2 separate regions of the Bos taurus genome follow, and region 2 is linked to region 1. A link is a contact called in public Hi-C data. All regions are on one chromosome and are shown on one strand. The core of a region is the stretch at or near the end of the contact, and the rest is flanking DNA. Distances in the headings are between cores, read along the strand shown.

Evidence for each region. Hi-C and Micro-C count contacts between places; a contact is called where the count stands out from the background.
Region 2: a contact with region 1 is called in a Hi-C map of an unstated tissue, with 8 times the contacts expected there. The contact joins two enhancer-like sites. A contact is called at or near these places in 3 of 11 Hi-C or Micro-C datasets (liver, skeletal muscle and an unstated tissue).

What each region holds. Positions count from the first base shown.
Region 1 is chr11:93,000,533-93,004,548 of ARS-UCD2.0, forward strand. No RefSeq gene overlaps it. Among named protein-coding and RNA genes, the nearest start is that of TTLL11, 17 kb to the left of the region's middle. Within about 2 kb of position 2,314, at least 9 of the 102 cell types and tissues checked have an H3K27ac peak or open chromatin away from gene starts, as enhancers often do.
Region 2 is chr11:93,222,524-93,226,674 of ARS-UCD2.0, forward strand. No RefSeq gene overlaps it. Among named protein-coding and RNA genes, the nearest start is that of PTGS1, 12 kb to the right of the region's middle. Within about 2 kb of position 2,163, at least 15 of the 102 cell types and tissues checked have an H3K27ac peak or open chromatin away from gene starts, as enhancers often do.

The sequences.
Region 1 (4,016 bases), core at 1,064-3,563:
TAATTAACGTTTAATGAAGCAATTGTTTCCTGATCTTCACCTATGCCGTCTCTCCTTCGAATACCCTGGATCAGCCGGGGCTGGTCCCCGGCACGGTAGTTTGAGCATTCTTTGGCATTGACTTTCTTTGGGATTGGAATGAAAACTGCCCTTTTCCAGTCCTGTGGCCACTGCTGAGTTTTCCAAATTTGCTGGCATATTGAGTGCAGCACTTTCATAGCATCTTTCAGGATTTGGAATAGCTCAACTGGAATGCCATCACCTTCCCTAGCTTTGTTCATAGTGATGCTTTCTAAGGCCCACTTGGCTTCACATTCCAGGATGTCTGGCTCTAGGTCAGTGATCACACCATCGTTATTATCTGGGTCGTGAAGATCTTTTTTGTACAGTTCTTCTGTGTATTCTTGCCATCTCTTCTTAATATCTTCTGCTTCTGTTAGGTCCATACCATTTCTGTCCTTTATCGAGCCCATCTTTGCATGAAATATTCCTTTGGTATCTCTGATTTTCTTGAAGAGATCCCTAGTCTTTCCCATTCTGTTGTTTTCCTCTGTTTCTTTGCATTGATCGCTGAAGAAGGCTTTCTTATCTCTTCTTGCTATTCTTTGGAACTCTGCATTCAGATGTTTATATCTTTCCTTTTCTCCTTTGCTTTTCACTTCTTTTCTTCTCACAGCTATTTGTAAGGCCTCCCCAGACAGCCATTTTGCTCTTTTGCATTTCTTTTCCACGGGGATGGTCTTGATCCCTGTCTCCTGTACAATGTCACGAATCTCATTCCATAGTTCATCAGGCACTCTATCAGATCTAGGCCCTTAAATCTATTTCTCACTTCCACTGTATAATCATAAGGGATTTGATTTAGGTCATACCTGAATGGTCTCGTGGTTTTCCCTACTTTCTTCAATTTCAGTCTGAATTTGGCAATAAGGCGTTCATGGTCTGAGCCATAGTCAGCTCCTGGTCTTGTTTTTGCTGACTGTATAGAGCTTCTCCATCTTTGGTTGCAAAGAATATAATCAATCTGATTTCGGTGTTGACCATCTGGTGATGTCCATGTATAGAGTCTTCTCTTGTGTTGTTGGAAGAGGGTGTTTGTTATGACCAGTGCATTTTCTTGCCAAAACTCTATTAGTCTTTGCCCTGCTTCATTCCGTATTCCAAGGCAAATTTGCCTGTTACTCCAGGTGTTTCTTGACTTCCTACTTTTGCATTCCAGTTCCCTATAATGAAAAGGACATCCTTTTTGGGTGTTAGTTCTAAAAGGTCCTGATAGAACTGTTCAACTTCAGCTTCTTCAGCATTACTGGTTGGGGCATAGACTTGGATTACTGTGATATCGAATGGTTTGCCTTGGAAACGAACAGAGATCATTCTGTCGTTTTTGAGATGGCATCCAAGTACTTCATTTCGGACTCTTTTGTTGACCATGATGGCCACTCCATTTCTTCTGAGGGATTCCTGCCCGCAGTAGTAGATATAATGGTCATCTGAGTTAAATTCACCCATTCCAGTCCATTTCAGTTCACTGATTCCTAGAATGTCAACATTCACTCTTGCCATCTCTTGTTTGACCACTTCCAATTTGCCTTGATTCATGGACCTGACATTCCTGGTTCCTATGCAATACTGCCCTTTACAGCATCGGACCTTGCTTCTATCACCAGTCACATCCACAGCTCGGTATTTTTTTTTTTTGCTTTGGCTCCATCCCTTCATTCTTTCTGGAGTTATTTCTCCACTGATCTCCAGTAGCATATTGGGCACCTACTGACCTGGGGAGTTTCTCTTTCAGTATCCTATCATTTTGCCTTTTCATACTGTTCATGGGGTTCTCAAGGCAAGAATATTGAAGTGGTTTGCCATTCCCTTCTCCAGTGGACCACATTCTGTCAGATCCCCCATTGAGTTCCCCCAGTCTCTTACATTATGCATTTACTTAGCGCACACAAGGTCAGTAAATGCATAATGTAAGAGACTGGGGGAACTCAATGGCTATCTGCATCTTCAAATCTCAGCAGGGCTGTCCTGGGGAGAGACAGCCCCCATGGGGAAGAGGTGTGGAGAAAGGGCAGGGCTGGCTCAGCACTACAGACAGGAGAGGACAGCCTCCGTCGCCCCCAAGACACTCAGGAGCAGAGGCCCTCTGCAGTGTCTTGACGTGACCCTCCTGGGGCCAGCATCCCAGGCGTGGTCCACAGCTTCGCTGGGGCAGGGGTGCGATACAGCCCGTGCTCCCCTGCCTCTGCAGGGCTTCCCTTCCCCTCCCGTTCCCAGCTCCGCCCCCTCCTTGGGTGTGTCCCCACGGCTGCCCCTCCCACATCTCTCTTTGTCCTCTGTCTCTGCCTGCTTTACAGCGGTCCTATCCACTCATCTCTCCCTTGCTCGGCGTGTCTGTTTCTGCCTTTTTTCTGCCGCAGCATCTGTTTCTCGTGTTTCCACTTTTGCTTTTTGTCATCTGTTCCACCAGAAACAGAAATTGCCCGAGTCTAAGGATTGGAAAATGGCCACTTTGTCCAACGTGTTCCACTCCCGTCGTCCCGGCCCCGGCGGCATCTCTGATGTTGGGTGGAGGGTGGACCACCCCGCGACCCGTAGGCTGTGGGGGCCGGGCCTGGCTAAGAACAGAGGCCACGCCCTCCTGGATAAGACAGCTTCCTACAGTGCTGCCATGCGCCCGACACCTTGTGAACTAGCAGTGTCGGGTTATGAAGTCCTATGCACTTGAACTCAGTTCCTCTCTTCCTGCCCTTGCTCTGGGTCCTCAACCCTTTCAGATAATCCCCAGGTCTCTGAACCAAGGACCTTCTGCAGTGCCTGCCTCCCAGGCTACCCATCCTCCGCGGCCACAGAGGGCTCCCCAGACAGGCTATCCCCTCTCCCCTTCTTGTCTTGGCATTTTCCAGCTTTTCCACTGGCCTTCCTGCCACTTTTTGGCCCTCAAAGCCCAGCTCCAATGGCCTTTCCTCAGCAAACAAATGCGTCATTCTAGGCTCTGTGCTGGAGAAGGCAATGGCACCCCACTCCAGTACTCTTGCCTGGAAAATCCCACGGACAGAGGAGCCTGGTAGGCTGCAGTCCATGGGGTCGCTGGGAGTCGGACACGACTGAGCGACTTCACTTTCACTTTTCACTTTCATGCATTGGAGAAGGAAATGGCAACCCACTCCAGTGTTCTTGCCTGGAGAATCCTAGGGACGGGGGAGCCTGGTGGGCTGCAGTCTATGGGGTCGCACAGAGTCGGACACGACTGAAGCAACTTAGCAGCAGCAGCAGCAGCAGCAGGCTCTGTGCTCCCCCAACCCTGGTCATCCTTCCACATGACCTTGAATTCTCTGCCTGGTCTCCTGGTCTGCCTCCCAGCAGCTCCTCGTTTTGGGGGCTGCACAAGGAAGCGGCTCCAGCAGGCAGATGAACCCACCAGATCCTGCAGGGGTCTGTCTGCAGCCGCCCACCCCTGCCAGCCAGCCCAGGACAGAGGCTTCAGGCCAACCTCCTGGGGTACGTAGCCAGACTCCTCGAGAGACAAGGACATCTTCTCTCCGGCAGCTGCCCAGCCAAGGACCTCAAGGGCTGATCTTTGGCCAGTAGCAGTCCTAGCCTCTTCAGAGCTGTCCCTGGAGACCCTACGGATGTCTTGTACCAATGAAAGAAAGAAAGAAAGTGAAGTCGCTCAGTCGTGTCCGACTCTTTACGACCCCGTGGACTGTAGCCTACCAGGCTCCTCCATCCATGGGATTCTCCAGGCAAGAATACTTGCCTGGGTTGCTATTTCCTTCTCCAGGGAATCTTCCCAACCCAGGGATGGAACCTGGGTCTCCCGCATTGCAAGCAGACGCTTTACCCTCTGAGCCACCAGGCGTCTCTGGGAGCAAAATACCACTCTTGTGCAGCACATCAGCCTTCAAATGATGGGTCAGGGGCGTGGCTGGAGTGGGTGGGGTTGCTGAGGGTGGGGTTCCCCCCATGTATCATGTGAGCCTCACCTCTTGGTGGTATCTGCCAGCTGGCCATCT
Region 2 (4,151 bases), core at 913-3,412, 220 kb after region 1:
CCCTTGAGTGAAGAAAAAGGTGACTATCTTCTTGCAGACAAAGCCCCCATTTGGGCACTGGCTGGCTGGATTTCAGACACCTTTCACTGTGCACAGACTTCACGAATGGCTCCGTGGATGTGCTTGGTTTAATGCTCTTCTGTCACTGTTGTGAAGTTTTAAACAATTTTTGAACGAGGGGCCCACTGTTTCATTTTGCACTGGCCCCTGCAAATTATGTAGCCAGTCCTGATCCTTCACACAGTAGGATCCCACAGAATAGAGGGGAAAGAGCAGAGTAGTGAAAGAAGACACCAGAGGGGGAGGGAGCGTGGGGCCTCGATTGCCAGGGTGAGGGGCCTGGATGGTCCTCTGTGTGATTTGGTAAGGGTCCCCAACCTCCACCCTAACTAGAGCAGGTCAGTATAAATCTCTCCTCTGTACATGGGATGGGTGAAGAGCACTTAGGATTTTGTTAAAAAAAAAAAAAAAGGTGTTGTCTCTGCAGATATATTTGAGAGCCTCATCTATTAGGGGTAGAAAGCCAGAGAGGAGGTTAGAAGTGCCTCTGCCAGCTTCTGGCTCTCATGAAGGGTTTGGGCTCTTTATAGACGAGAAACCTGAGCCTCAGAGAGGAGCAGGTGTGGGTCACAGGCGGTATTAGAACCCAGGATTCCTGCCTCCTAGATCAGGGCTGTTTGACTCTGTACCTGCAGGAATTCAGGTTCATAGCCCGCTGGATGAGGCCCCAGGCCCGTTTCCCCAGGTCTCCCCAGTGGGTCATCATCCCCAGCAGAGAGGTTCACCTCTTCCTCTGCTAGACAGACTTCCTGGAAAAAGACGGCCTCTGCTGCCACCTGGTGGCAACTCTGAGGTAGGGGCAGGGGCCACCTTGGCTCTGGATCTAGCAGCAGTCCTGGTCTGTACAAGGGACCCTGTGTCATGGGGCAGGGTCAGCCCTGTTCGGGGACATTAACCTCTTCGGGACTCCAGGATCATTAATGCTGGAATTTGTCATTATTGTTTAGTCTCTAAGTCGTGTCCGATTCTTTGTGACTCCATGGACTGTAGCCCTCCAGGCTTCTCTGTCCATGGAATTTCCCAGGCAAGAATACTGGAGCAGGTTGCCATTTCCTTTTCCAGGGGATCTTCCCCAGCCAGGGATCAAACCCTGATCTCCTACATTGCAGGCAGATTCTTTACTGACTGAGCCACCAGGGCTTGGTGCTGTGTGTGTATTAGTGGCTCAGTTGTGTCCAACTCTTTTGACCACATGAACTGTAGCCTACCAGGCTCCTCTGTCCATGAAATTCTCCAGGCAAGAATACTGGAGTGGGTTTCCATTCCCCTCTCCAGGGGATCTTCCCAACCCAGGGAACGAGCCCCGGTCTCCTGCACTGCAGACAGATTCTTTATGACTGAGCCACCGGGGCTTGGCTGCCAGCTCTCAAATCTCACCTGCTTCTCATTTGCCAACTGTGCACCCTTGATCAGGCGACTTAGTTCCCCAGTCTGTAAAACAGCCTCCATGATGACAGGACCTCCGTCAGAGGGCTATGGTGAGGAGTCAGTGGTCGAAGCTGCAGGAAGCTGGGGCCAATTACAAGGTCAGAGGGCACAGTCTGCACACGAGGCTGCCTCACTTCTGACACCAACAGCAAGTCTGGGCGGTGCCCTCAGGTCTGGTCATTCACTACAAAGACTCACACAACTCACCGAAGGCTCTGATACTCACAGTTGTGGTTTCTTACAGGGAAAGGATACCGACAGAGATCAACCAAAGGAAGAGATACACAGGGCAGCCACACGGGTCCCCCACCCAGTAAGAACAGAGGCAGGACTCATGCTTCCTGGTGGAAGTGGCCCTTGTAGCCTCTTGAAACAAACTTACTTCCAGGGAAGGTGGTGGCAGCTGGTCCACCTGCAAGAGGCCCATCGGGCAGAGGAAACAATTCGTGTCACGAGATCCCGAGATGGTAGGGCCAGCGGGGAGCTGGGGAAGCTGACTTCAGAGTCCCACTGTCCCCAGGACCTTCCAAGATGCAGACTGCCTGGTGGGTGGGAGTGCATGAGGTCAGCTCAGTGAGCTCACCCCTGGGGACCTGGCCTGCCCTGAGGCTCAGCAGGGCCTCAGATTCGCCCTCTGTTTCCCCTCCTCCCCAGCTCTGTGGGGCCCAGGGTGGGGGTGGGGAGAGGGGTGCTGGGGAAAAGAGGAAGGAAGAGCCAGCCCAGGCAAAGGCAGAGGGAGGGAGGGGACCTGCCTTCCCAGGGCCTCTGGGAGGGAGCTAGACAGGCTCCGCTGTGGGTTCTGAGGACCAGGGCTCTCCTGGGGTTGCAACAGTTCAGGTGGGGAGAGAACCTCCTGAACTGGGCCTCTTGTGCAGATGAGGCAGCTAGAGCCCAACCCGAACTCCACCCCAAGAGCTTGCTGAGGACGGAGCGGGAGTCTGAGGACCAGGAGCCCCAGCTTCTGCTCTGTGTCTTCGGGGCCCCCTGCTTCCCCCTCTGGGTCTCCGGATCTGTTCAGTGGAAAGGGCTGGGCCCTTTCTACAGAAAAGCAGGAAGCTGGGGCTTATGGGAGGGGGTGGAGGGTACTTGAGATCAGGTCAGCACCAGTCCTGGTGGCGTCTGTGCCTGTGCCTAGAATCTCACCCTGCCCCCATTCTGCCCTGTCCCAGCTTCTCTCTGCCCACTACACAGACCACAGTCCTCTCTTCTTGCTATTTTCAGACAGCCTAGAATTCCGAGGAAGGCGGGCCGGCGCCTGCCCAGGAACTCAGAGGTGCTGAGAGAGCATCTCAGAGTAGTTACAGGTGCAGCCAGTCCCAGCCAAGGAGGAGAGAGCTGGGGCCTGCCTTCTGGGCTGGGGCAGGGCCGTCTCGCTGGCTGGCCGTGGCTTGGTTCCTGCTGGAGCCTGGGCTGACCAGGAGGCCAGAGGAGGTGTGTAGGGGTGTGGGGGCAGGGAGGAATATCCTCCTGGTGCTGGGCCTGCATGCTCACCCTTCCCTGGGACCAGGGTGGTTTGGGGGAGCTGTGCCTCAGTGGCTGGATTCTAGATTCTGTCTGGCTGAAACCCCCGCACTGACCCTCACAGGCTGCGGCTCTGTTGCTGGAGGCCAAAGCCCGGCTTCCTCCTTTCCCCTGGGCCCGTGACGCCTTCCCTGCCGTGCTTTCAGAATTGTGCTTTTGTGCCGGGCTGGGTCCCGACCTCAAGAGATGGGAAAGGTCACGGTCAGCGGTAAGTGACCCTCACCAGAGGGGCACCTAGGTTGCCTCTTGTCTCCTTTCTTCCCCACCCCACTCAGGGAATACACTTTGCTAAGAGTTAGACAGACAGACGGAGGCACCGCTCTGAGATGCTTTGGGAAAGGACAGAATTCTCTCGGTCCTGGAGACAGCTTCCAGGGTGGAGACAACTGTTCTCCCACCAGTCTGGCCTCCCTGCCTTCTTCCTGTAGGTTCAGAGTCTGGGGTCTCCAGCTCAGGAGGGCCTCGTTTTCACTCTGTTGTCTCTGAATGATCTTAGGCTTTGCCCCTGCAGCCTCCGGGGCTCAGTTTCCCCATCCATAAAATGGGAAGATGGGCCGAAAGCCCCTTCTAGGTTCTAAGGTGTAGAGTTGTGCTTTCCTTCCTTCTGAGGGAAGCAGATTCAGCGCAGGTGCAGGTGGCCTCAGGCCTGACTCAGCAGCCGGAGAGGTTCCCAGGCAGTGCCTGGGTGACTGTGGGTTTCTCCATCAGAAAGAGGCAGAGGGGATGGAGGGAGAACTTAACTCCCCAGCCAGAGCATCGAACATGAAGCTGATTGTACCAGAAATAGTGACAGAGGAGGGTCAGCAAGAAGATTAACCACATGAGAGAGTAAAAGAGGAAGAGCGTGTCCAAGATAGAGAAGAGGCAACAAGGCCACTCATACACAGAGATAATGACCAAGAGAGGGAAAGAGATACAGAGATGAGCAAGGACTGAGCCATAAGGCAGGGAAAGGAAGGCAGGGCCTTCCAGGAGTGGAAAGAGGGCCAGGTGGATGTGGCAGGGAAGCCAGTCACAGAGCCTTCTGCTCCCTGCTGCTGTTGCTGCTGCTGCTAAGTCACTTCAGTCGTGTCCGACTCTGTGTGACCCCATAGACAGCAGCCCACCAGGCTCCCCTGTCCCTGGGATTCTCCAGGCAAGAA